Linked DNA regions of Anser cygnoides: region 2 is linked to region 1. Evidence: chromatin contacts called from public Hi-C data. All regions are on one chromosome and are shown on one strand. Each heading gives the region's core, a stretch centred on a gene start, on an enhancer-like site or on the middle of the called end of the contact. The rest is flanking DNA. Distances are from core to core; before and after follow the strand shown.

Region 1 (6,405 bases), core at 2,928-5,427:
AAGTAACGTAAAAAGCCACTGCATCATGATAGGAAATCATGGTAAAGTGGAAGGTACAGAAGTTGAAAATAATCTTCTTAGTTATCAAAAATAGCCTTGAATAATAAGTGGAAGGTAACAGAAGAAATAGAAAGCTGTGAAGTACGTAGGCAGGTGCTGAATACAGAAGCAGCATGCCAAGAAAGTGAAATATTATATTGAAAGCAGAAAATTAATTTCTCACTTCTAATTAGGGAATAACTGTGATTATGACTAGTATGGGTGGGCAAAGAAGGTCATTCATCTTTTGGAAAAAAAACATGAGGGTTGCCAAAAGACTTGCAGTCTGAGACTTTATATCTCAGTTTACTTTCCCAAGGATGACCTAGCAACGTTATCTGGGATTTATTCTTGATAGAGGTATGAGAAGAGATCACATGTGGTATCACCTGTTTTTCTAGCACTTGTCTCTGTCCTGTCAATTATGCCACCTTGCATAAAACAGGGAATTTGGCTTGCAAGGGCAGGTATGAATGGAACAAGGAATTTAAAAAGTAGAAGACTGATCAGAGTCATAAGTAAAAACATAAAAAAAAAAAAAGAGAAAGCAGCAGCAAATAAGATATAGAAAGAACAAATCTAGCTGGAGAATATACTGATATCAGAGTAATGATGAGGCGATCAGGACACCGGGAAGAGAGTATTTGCCGATATTGGAATGGTCAGTATGAATAAAACAAGCAAACAGTCAGAATTAGGAAGAACAACATACGTTCTTAAAAATTTTAGGTGAGATGAAAAATAGCTGTGATGCTAAAAATCGAACAGAAGACTGTTTGTGACCCCAGTGAGAATAAAGCGCAAATAAAAGGCAGATCTCAGAGAAGACACTTAGCTGCTATCAGCAATGTGAGAAGCTGGATTTAGGGAGTTGGTAAACTGTGGAAATTTTGAGTCTGGAGGACAGAGAATGTGATATTCAAAATAGATAGTGTTAGACTTTGACAGGAAGGAAGAAAACTTAAATCTAGCACTCAATCCTAGGTAAGGTAATATACAAATCAGCAAATCTAAAAATAAAAAAGAGAACAGATTTCCATTCGGCCTTGAAAATCACAGAAATACCTTAGTATTGCATGGATTCTGTCAGAGATGCTCATCATGCACAGTTTTACTGACTGCATCAAGTGTTTTTGGCATTCTGTGTTCACAAATCTGTGTAACTGTAGGCATCTAAACACAGACCTGACATCCTGAATTTTGGCACTTGAGTTTGTAAACAGTGGATTTGCAACAGGCTTTCACCTGCACCAAATGTATCACAATATCATCCTACTTAGTTTTGATCAAAGGATGGTAATAATTTAAAACTCCTGTAGCAATTCTGAAATGCTTATGCTCCCTATACAAAATGATATGTTATACAAATCTAACAGGTTTTTGCAGTCTATTAATGGACTGGTTTACTAACAAGCTGTTGCAGCTAACCCTGTTTAGGTCTTCCAGCAAGAGGGTTCCATCAATAGGAGTTTGTTCACAGAACAAAGCCTTACATTGATACAAATGTCATTTGATCAGTGAGGAAGTCATAAATTCACGATTAAATTGGCTATAGAAATTGAGAAGTTCAGCATATATGAGCAGCTCCATTTGCATTGAGTGTGTTCTCAGTGTCTAAGCAAGTACGGAAGAAAAAGTTTAACCCAAGTAGAAATTCCTATTTGGAAAAATATTTGGATGATGAGACACCTAAAAATGACTCCCCTTCTCTAACTATGAAAATTATCCTGTCAGCTAGATGTATTTCTCTGAAAGACGGGTAAGAACCAGATGTAAAGAAATAGGCAGATATAGACATACTGTTGTATTTATTTGACTTTTTTTTTTCTAAATCTAGTAATTAGTTTCTGAAAACATTATTCTATTAGAGAAAAAAGCAACAATTCATTAGCAATTTCTTTTTACTTTTCTCTTAAGTTTTGAGATTGATTTTAGGGTCATCTAGCAAACTGTATGCTCCATAACCTGGCCAATAGCAAACACTACTCTCTGAGTAAACTTATGTATATGCTACATTAACAAAGTTAAAAGTGTGTGTTGGCAAGCAGCAAGAATATGGGGAGAGAGTCTGAAACCTGGAGAGGGTCCGAAACCCCAAACTCAACTTAGTTTGCTTTTATCAAAACTTACAAAAGATAGAAGATGATCATTTCCTAAGCATTAAGCTAAAAATATAAATATCCTGACAGATGGTTATACATTTAGCATGTATTTCAAAGTTGTATTGCTTCTCATTAAGAAGAGCATCTAAAATATTTGTATCAGCTCAGATTGTTTATTGACATCTATACAGCAAGTTCATGATACTCCATGCTCAGGGCTTTCATCTATGAAATCAGAGAAAACAACAACAACAAAAAAACAAACTATAAAAGAGTACCTGAGGTACTCCATGCTTTTTCATATACATCCTGCTTCTGTGGAACAAACAAGGAATGTCTAAGGAAGGGCTAAAGTGTCAGATACAAAATTAGATGAAATTCAGCCTATTTGAGTGCATGCCTTTCTTAACAGGGGCTTTGAGTTAGAGCATTCCAATTCTATCACAAAGATCTGAATGGTCCTGAGACAGATGAAGGAGGCAAATAGGCTTCTAGATCACAGTGTAAGACAAAGGTAGTAGAGATGAGGATTCAGACAATTAGCTGCAGAGGGGCTACAAAGTAGGCAGACACCAAAAAAGTCTTAGTGAACAGACCAGGCTGCAGGACTTTGCCCCATACCTGTAGGAAGACGAGCTAACTGCCCTCAGTGCAACCCTATGTTTATACCACAGTGTCCTGGAAGCTGGAAAACATAAATTCAAGGCAGGGAATAGTTTGTGAGAACTCTTAATCAGTGTTCACAGAACAGAAAATCCATCATTCACTGCATATGATCAGCATATAAGCACTGTTTTTGAAAAGTTAGTAGTTGTTATGGTTTGCCCTCAGAATCTTAATTATGAACAATAATAAATATGGCATAGGCAATCGTAGCACTATTAATTTTAATTCATACTTCAAGAGTGCAGAAACACATACACAGTTAGTAGCAAACTTTTTGAACTGCATTATGCTAAATTTTTCTCCAGATTAATTAAATGAGTGCTCTTTAACTCTCTTCGTGATCAGCCATAATCAGGCCTTTCATTTCACCTTCAGACTCATGTTTTCCTGACTGATGCTACTTTCATTAAATTTCTTTTCTTTTTCTTGCATTTAAATTGTTCCTTTTCATGAACATTAGTTGTCTGTATGAAATTGTGAACACAGAACTGTTACAAACCAAAATAATTATGTTTTCCACTCTGAGGGCTGAAAAACTTAGAAAACAGGCTGCTTATGCCAAGTTTTCTCATGACAACTAAATAGGACTATCTGTAAAATTAGGTAACATTTTCATTCTTGATGGCTTGTCAGTTGTTAACAACAACAACAAAAAAGACAGCTAGCTGATGCAGCGATCTAAATATGAACGGATTAGCAATGCATATCTCTGTTTTGATCACCATTGCCTCTCTTTTTTGGGATGGTTTCAAGAATAGCTATGACCATGGTGGGATCCTTGACTTGGCCACCTTTTCACAGCACATGTTGGTGTACTTTACATCACCTGGTATACTCACCTGTGCAGTTTCCTATGCATTTAGTTAGCATGTGGGGACTCTAAGGACAGCTTCTGGGTTAAGACTACTGTGTGCCCAGTTTCCCAGAAATGCCGTCTTAGCTTAAGAGGATGGTTTTTGATGAGGCTGCAGGAAACAGTTATTTCAGCTGTGTCTGGTGACCGCGTTCAGGACAACAGTACAGTGCGAGCTGCACAGCTCGTGTGCTCAAACTTGTGTCAGGGCTGCCCTCAAAGGCATTTTTCTTTTGTGCATCAGTGAGTTTGTCGCACCTGTCGCTGTTTACAGTGGGAAATGAGTTGGACACACACGGATCGATTTGGGGAGGCTCCTCGTGATGTCTCACAGCCCCGTAAGCGCAAACATCAGTAACTTGCTCCCATTCGAGTGCCTCCATAAAGGCGACCAAACATCCAGAGTGGGCAGCCCCCGGCCGAAAGAACACAAACACACCACGCGAGCACACACATTTATTTCGCACTTATAACGCGCGCGTGGCCTACATACACGTTCAGCTGCCTGAACACCTCAGCGAACTTGTCAGGCCCCCGGTGGCTCCCCGCGACATGGCGGCAGGGCAGCCCGCCTCCCCGCCCGCCCCTTTCCCCGCCCGCTCCCGCTTTGGCGCCAACGGGCGAAGGCGAGCGGCGGGATGAGCGCCCAGCGGCCCGGCCACGTTAACGGGTACGGCTCCAGCGCCTCCTCCCGGGCACGGCACGGCCACGGGGGCTGCGGCCCGGCTGCCGGCCGCGGCCCGGAGGGGGTGGAAGCGGGGTGCCCCCGGCCCGGGCCGGCTGCTTTCGAGGAAGCTGGGCCCGGCTCTCGGCCGGGGAGCCGCGGGGGCAGGCCGCGGGGTGCTGCGGGGGGCTGGGTGTTTCTAGAAAGCGCCTGCGTTTAGGGGTATGGGGGGGGGGGGCTCGTGGAAAATCGGGGTGTAGTTGATTTTCAGTATCGCTTCTCGGTGGGGAAGGTTTGTTTTCTATTTCTCTCAAAAACTTGTCTCCCAGTGAGGAACATGTAACGATTGCATCCCAGTACGCGTGGGGGAAAGGTGCCGAGCCTCGGGATGACAGGCCCACTTGATAAAGCACCAGTTGCAAACAAAATGGGGAGCCCTAAAGGAGTTAGTGCTGGAAGCCATCAAACACATGTATCCCACGTGGCCTTGGGGGAAAAAGACTGTGCCTAAAGGCGCTTTTTTTTTTTTTTTTTTTTTAAATACCCTCCCTCTCGTTTACCCTAACTGCTGCAAGTTGAGTGACAAAATATTGATAGTTGATCTTCAGGAGCATAATCCATCCTGAAGAAAAAAAACCAACGTTATAGTTGGAGTATAATGCACATGATATCACAAATATGAAAGCAGCAGAGAAAAAAAAAAGAGAGAGGAAAAAAAAATAGCCTGATACCGTGTTGTTCCTGAGTTGTACTACATTGTTGTGTAACTGACCACCATAAATCTTTTTGAAATGGTGTATTCTGTTCTAGGATCCTCGACTACATCTTTCATTAAGGGAGACTTTTTATTTTTTAGTAGTTGAATGAAACTTCTTCCTTTTTGAGACAGCGTGTTACAGTTTGCTTGAAGCCTGGATGGATGCAAAAGAGCTGAGAACAGAGGCAATGTCCTTTAATTACAGAATCTTTTTCTCTGTTTGCCTTTGAAATACAGTTTATGCAGACTTTCCTGCAGACTATAAATCACTGTAGAATTTGAAGATTTTTTTTTCTTCTTTCTTGAGTGGTGTTATATTCATGGCTATTACTTCCCATTACTTTTATTCATAAGTTCTTATGAATTATCACGAGGATAAACCTTATTTGCTTATTTTACAGCCAGCTATCATATTTTCTAGAATAGCCTTTATTCATGCAATTCTAGAACTTATAAATGAGTGTGAGGAGGATGACCAGCAGCCCAAAATCTATAAACTTAATTTTCCTCTGTGTGCTTGAGTGCTAGCCAAGTCCTTGGCTTCTGCTCAATCAGAAATGAAGTGTTTTATATCCATTTCACACTCCTGTGTTCCTGTGCATTGAGCTGAGGGAATTATCTAGCCAATCATTGTGATGTTAAGTAGAAGTAATTGAGTAAGGGGTTTTTTGTTTTGTTTTTATGTTCCCTTTGATGTAAGCCTTCTGCTCATTTTTCAGATATGCTCCTCTCCCTGTTAAGTTGGTACTCCGAGGGACTTCCACTTACATAGCGTTCTGTACTTATAAGAAAAGTAAATAGGGGCTTTTGTTTTTTTTTGAATAACTAGGGTTGCTAGGGGATAATTTAACAAAAGGAGACCTCAGGATCTCTTATTTCAGAGTACTATTGTTTTTCTGGAGAGCTTTTCTCAGAATGTTTTATTTGCTGTAGTTCTGCATTGAGTCTTAAATGTCTCTGCTGAGGACTCTCTGAAGACATCATTGTGAATGTCACTTAGTTTGGAATGTATTAGAGTAATCGTTTGAAGTCTGCTGGTGTTTTGGATTGTGTAAACCTGCTTTTGTGACATTTTTTAAATAATCACTCAAATCAGCTTAAGTACTTTTTTCGCATTTTAATTAACCTGTCAAAGTTCAGTTTGGTATGGAAAAATGGCAAGACCAGTAAGGCAAGCCTTAAATTTTTTTCTTTCTGCTGTGAACTTGTTCTCTGAACACTATTCTTTGTTAGTAGGATACCATTCCAACCCTTTAGCTGAAATGATTCAGGCCAGTTTGGGCACTCACGTTTTTGTGTGCTTTCATAATTGACAGTTTTTCAC
Region 2 (6,097 bases), core at 2,855-5,354, 190 kb before region 1:
CAAGTGCCAGGCCTCCATTAAATGATACTAACTACTGTAATTAGACGAGATTAATTCCAAACAACGCTGAAGACATCATGTTTTTACAATTACATGTCATTATCCAATATATCAGAACATGCAATTTGTGCAGGTATTTCCAGAACATCAAAAACAAGGTAATCTCCCGCTTCCTTCGCTTCAGACCACTGCGAACATCATGTAAAAAAGTAACAAAGGGCTCGACTCGTGTGAACGCTTTACAATACGCTCGCTGTCCCTAGGAGACAGCGACAGCTTGATTTTGCTCATCTACCTCTTAGTAAGTGTTAGAAAAGCAGAAATATTTTACAGGTCCACTCAGCATTACAGTATTGCAACTAGGCATCCCAAGAAAACAACTCAGCCTAGTGGGATTACATCTTGAAACCACTCAAAGTAAAGCTTTCCTTAAGGTGTTGCAAAGTTACTGAAATGGTTGGAATAGTTAATGGCTAAAAACAAAGTACTATAAACACATATCCCAGAGGTTTTATTGTTCTAGTAGCAGTCAAAATATGCTTCGTATAGAAACCCACGTTTATTTGAAAAAACTGTAAAGGATTTTTCACAATATAAATTAGATCCACTTACGGAGTTTTGGTGGCTGAAGTAGCTGTGACTCGACTGCTAAATGGCAACTTGCTAGTCTAATGTTAAATGGGATCTAACTGCTAGTATAACATTCAATGGGATCATGATGTCATTTATATTGCAAGTATTACAAGGTCTCGTAGAAATAGTCAACCAACTATTTTCTCTCCTAGTAAGAGGAACAGTGAACATTATGAGCAACACGTCTGAAACGGATGATTCAACTTTTTGATCGAAGTTCCTAAACAACTTTCAATCATTCAAGTATTATGGTCCCTATATACATACGTCTACGTGGCTAAAAAAACGACATGGTAGACAATTGAGCACACCGCCATCAAATCGTAAGAATTACAAAATCGTCAGGTTTTAAACAGCAAATTGTACCTTAATCGTTTAATTAAAAATAGAAGAATTAGGTAGACTATTTTGCAAATAAAACAGCACACTAGTGTGCCATGTATTAAGGCATACCTTTAAATGCACACTTGTCATCTCTAACAAGTTTTATACAATTGCTACCAAGTGAAAGGAAGAGAATCGTCTTGCAAAACCGAGAAAGAAATACAAAATACCTGGAAGCCTACATTTTTAAAGTACAAAATTAACCTTCAGTCCTTGTACTGAAATACTATACGTGGTACAAACAGCGACTCTTGCCTACATGATCTCCCGAGGATTTCTTAAAGCTGGAGGTAAATTTGAGGGTTTTGATTCTTCATCCAGAAGTACCAAATCTTCGATTTCCCTACCTTTGTACTTCCTTTTACATATCTTCACAATAACTTTCTTCTTGAGGAACAATTTCAGAGCTTCTCTTGAAGCAACTGCTTTGGCATTTTCCATACTTTTACCACAGCCAGTACCCAAATAGACAGACTTGCACCTCAGTTCACAAACGATATTTTCTAGAGAGCTCTTGTTTTGAGGTAAGTCTGCAAGCTCCTTCAGGGGAACAAAAGCAACATCTAAGGTAGCTTTTACAGACTGAATAGACGAGTTAAGAAGTTCGGCATGATTTACACTAGGGCTGAAGCCTCCCACAGCAACCAGTTTCCAGGCTACAGCTTTGTAGAGTCTGTTGAAAAAAGGTTGTCTTTCCTTTGCATCTTCACTGGTTAACGGTTTGCACAAAGCCTTAGCGGGACTTTCACCTGCCTGCGAGCTACTCTTGGAGGCAAGCTGCTGCGAACCGGCCTGCGTGCCGCCCTTGGAGGGTGCCCCAGCCCGCGAGGGACCTTGCTGAGAGCCGCTCCGAGCGGCCAGCAGCGAAGCAGCTACCTGAGCACTGCTCTTGGAGGTGAGCAGCGAGGCACCCTGCTGAGTGCCGCTCCGAGCGGCCAGCAGCGAGGCAGCCACCTCCGCACTGCTCTTGGAGGCCAGGAGCGAGGATCCCGCCTTAGCGCTGCCCTTGGAGGCCAGCAGCAGTGAGGTGCCGGCCTGGGCGCCGCTCTTGGGCGCCAGCAGCAGCGAGGTGCCCGGCTGAGCGACGCTCTTAGGGGCGAGCAGCAGCGAGGCGCCCGCCTGGGCGACGCTCTTGGACACCGATGGCATGGCACTCGCTTGGTTTTTGGAAGACAGCAAGGTAGCGCTCGTTTGCGTGGCGCTCTTGGCAGTAGTCGCTGGCACCGCTGCCGCCTGCGGGGCACTCTTGGCAGCAGCGGGTGGCACTGCCTCCGTCTGTGGAGCGCTCTTGGCAGCCGCCGGTGGCACTGCTCCTGCCTGCGGGGCGCTCTTGGCAGCAGCCGGTGGACCGGAACTTAACGTAGTTTTTTCAGGTGACGGCTCATTTTCACACTTGCCTTCCTTAGGTGGATTCTCTCCCGACTCCTTTTCGGATGAAGACGGGGTTGGACTTTGCTCAGTAGTATTTTCAGCGTTAACAGGTTTTTCTTCTGCTTCTATGCTCAGTGCTACGACTGCCGCTTGATTTGAACTGCAAGCTGACTGGGAGCTTTCTGATTCTTTGCTACTATCTTTTTCCTGCTTTTTTGGCAATGTGCTCTCTGTTTCCTTAGGAGATTCTGCCTCGGTTGTTTTCACATCCTTCTCGGTATCCTTAGCATCTTTGCTTTCCTCAACAGCTCGTTTCTTGGAGGGCTCCTCTACCCCTTCTGCAAAACAAAGTAAGTGCGTTATTCTCTTCAATTTCTGCACTGTGAAATATCCATCTAGAAGCAATTTATCTAAAAACTTCTAACAGACATCCCTCTGAAGTTAAAGGGTATATATTAGGATTACACCTTGAACCATAATTTCAGGAATTAAGTTATTACTTCAGAATATTTTAGTAATTTTTGACAAAAAAACGAAAAGTGCAACCTACCATTTCAGAACATTTTAGTATTTGTTTGGCAAAAAAAAAAAAAATAAATCTAAAAGTGCCCATATGCTAGACTTCTGGTTTTGGTTTGGGATCTGAAGGCCAAGTATGTACTTGTATTCTTGCAGGCCAGAACAAAAGTGACCAAAGCACATTAAATAGATTGTCTGACCTAAAAAAAAAGAAAAAGTGCATTTTGTCTACTAATATCATAAAAAAACATTTAAAATACCAATTTAGGAATTTCTTTACAAAACAAAACTCTAAGTTTCTTACAAAGCAGCAGCGTCTGAATAAAAAGCAAAAAGCAAAGCAACAAGAATTCCGTTAAGCTGGAGAACAATCATCTACATCGCATTAAAAAGTTGGCTTAAGGTGTGCACAGGCTGTAGGTTTACAAACATTGTCTTCAAAACAAGAGCTCTAAATCACCAGCAGAGTAGGTACACATTGTGTCTACTTCAAAAGCATTAACGAGGGAAAAAATAGCATAAAGAGGGGAGACGGTTAGGGATTGTGGAGAGTAAATTAACTGGATTACATTAAACCCGAGGTAAAGCTCGAACATTCACAGGCAAGCATTGTCTAACTCCTATGTATTGTCACAGCTATGATCTGCTAACCATTGCTACTTGATATGCCTCTTTTCTTCACCTTGGCAACCAGTTCGTCTCTCGTGGTGCGGACGGGCGCGTCGCTCACTTGGATGCCTTCGGCCATTTCCAGCGCCTTCTCCATGACCTGCGGCGGGTACCTGCAGGGGCGATAGGGGGGGAGGAGGGGGAGGAGGAGGAGGAGGAGGAAGGCCGTCAGACGGCCTCCATCACCCCCCCGCCCGCCGCCCGCCCCACCCGGCCCGCACTCACCGGCAGCCCAGGAAGACGTGGTTGGCCCACACCATGGAGAGCGACACGAGGCGCTGCAGCTCGGCGCTGCCGGCCGCCGGCGGCCGCCCGACGTTGCGCAGCAGGAACTCCCGCCGGTGCCGCCAGTGCTGCTCGGGCTCGCAGGCCCCGCGCAGCGCCTCCGCCCACGCCACCTCCTCCGCCGTGCGCCCCAGCGGCTCGCCGCGCGCCGCCTTGCCCGCCATGGCCCGCCGCGCCCCCCCCCGCCCCCCCGCCTCAGCCAGGCCCCGCAACGGCCCTAACGGCCCCGCCGCGGCGCTCCCCGCCCCGCCCGGCCCGGCCCCGCTCCGCGCCGCTCCTTCCGGCCGCCGGCGATGACCTCACGGCCGCCGCCGCCCGCCCCAGCCTGCCTTGCGGCGCGAGGCGGCGGCAGGAGCGAGGGGGCGCTCGCGCCGCCAACGGCCGCGGGGAGGGGCGGACGCGTGAGGGGAGGGGAATGGGGGGGGGGCGGTGTCCTGTCCTGTCCTGTCCTGTCCTGTCCTGTCCTGTCCTGTCCTGTCCTGTCCTGTCCTGTCCTGGAGGGAGCGTTAATAAAGGAGACCGGCTAAGAACGGAAACTGCCGCCTGTGAGGGGCTCGCGTATCGGCTTGTGCTCCTCTGCAGGCGGGCTTTGCGTTGGAAAAGTTCGTCCTTGGGCTTTATTCTAAAAGCGCGCCGAGAATTCTGTGTGGAAAAAGTCGTGAGCGCGCTGTGACGGTATCCCCAGCGCCAGCCTGCTGAGGTGCTGCTTGTGGAATTAACACTAGGGAAGCCAATGCTCTTTTTCTCGGTATCTGTTGGTAGAGTGGAAGGGTTTTTCCTTCCCCTGTGTAGTTAACTCACCCAGTGTTCTCTCTCGCATTGGTAAGGATAACTGGGGACTGAGAGAGAGGACAGTAACAAGCGTGATGGGATCTGACAAACTCACTGCTCTGTATTTGCAACTAGGGCAAGAAAATGAGAGAAGGTCTGTGTGCTGCCTGGCGGGGGGGTCTGGGAGCAATGGGTTTGTCCAGAAGAGGTGTCAGAGTGTTCAGAAACAGCACTGTGGTCATCACCGGGGTGGTGTCACCCATCTGTATCCAGATGGTAATCAGTGCTGTGTGTCGTTATCTGGTAATACAGCCTGAAACATTGGAAAGATGTGATCTGTCACACGAGGTTTTCCAGGTAGAGATGGGGCGGGCCTGTCTCCCAGACCTCTGACTCCGTGATACCAGGATTCTGGACTAGGGGGTCGATACAGACACTGAAAGGCAATGGTGAATGGAATCCCTGGCAAACAGGTCTGAGTCTGGGCTGGAGATGAGGTGATACATGCTGCCAGCCTCCTTGTTTGCAGCCCCAAATGAACCAGGTCTCTCTCTAACAAAGACAGCTGAGGCTTGGCCCAGACTTGGCACCTGCCCCTAAGGGCCAGCAGGAATTCGGGCAGGCCTGGATAACTGGCTGAACTGCCAGTAACCTAGTGAAGGTAGCAGAGCACACAGCACAGCCTTGAACACTCCGTCTTCCTCTGCAACCACCTGAGCTGCCAAGTGAAAGTGCTAAGGACCAGCCCATGCTGAACTGGTAATTTACCAGTTAAGAGTAGGAGCTGGGCGGGGTTGGACTTGAGGGAGTGAGAGTGGCAATGCCGTATGCTCAGAGGGATCCCAGAAGGTGTATGTGCAGTGTTGAGATCTGGGGATCATCTGTGAGACCTGGGCTCCTCTAAAAGCATTGTCTTAGGGAGTGTTGATGGCTCAATACAGCTACAAAGCCTAACGCATGATCTGGAACTAGAGTGGCTCGAGAGCTGATTGCAACTCTTCCTTGCCCAGTTTTATAGGACAAATGAACTGGGAGTCGTTTCACCTCTTTGACCACTGACCATATGGGTGAGTGCAAACATAGGTGACAGCTGGAGAAAGGTCAGAGTCATCACGCTCCTGGCATGCCACGCAACAGTTTTTGGCTGTGGTGAGCAACTTCTGTGGTTTGGCACCTTTCTGGCACGTTGTGCTGTTAGCTTGGGGTTATTTAGTGCTTCTTTTGAATCAACATAGCCTTTTTGTTGGGACAAAGGTGACTGTGTGCTCGCACCATACTGGAAACAGGCTCGATGCCAGCCCCAGAGCGTGTGATGTCACGCACGGGCTCGCAGACACACGTAGATGTACGCCCGCAGTGCTCGCTGAGCGCTAGGGACATACTGTGTCTCAGGTTGATTAAAAAAGTGCGTTTGGTAGAAAAGAGAGAAAAACACTGCTGTTAATTTTAAAAAAGGAAACAAGTA

The links. A called contact is a pair of places that touch in the nucleus more often than the background predicts.
Region 2: a Hi-C map of liver shows a contact between it and region 1, with 3 times the contacts expected there. The contact joins the promoter of CDKN2AIP here to the promoter of DCTD in region 1. A contact is called at or near these places in 2 of 7 Hi-C or Micro-C datasets (both in liver).

Annotation. Positions count from the first base shown.
Region 1 is chr4:58,856,980-58,863,384 of Taihu_goose_T2T_genome, reverse strand. It overlaps DCTD (dCMP deaminase), which reads left to right and starts at 4,177. Exons shown (of 6, transcript XM_048078264.2): 1 at 4,177-4,330. The coding sequence starts at 4,299.
Region 2 is chr4:59,047,129-59,053,225 of Taihu_goose_T2T_genome, reverse strand. It overlaps CDKN2AIP (CDKN2A interacting protein), which reads right to left and starts at 4,104. Exons shown (of 3, transcript XM_066996207.1): 1 at 3,802-4,104; 2 at 3,559-3,689; 3 at 18-2,726. The coding sequence starts at 4,025. The coding sequence ends at 1,273. All of the region lies in intron 1 of LOC125184582 (a long non-coding RNA gene), which reads left to right.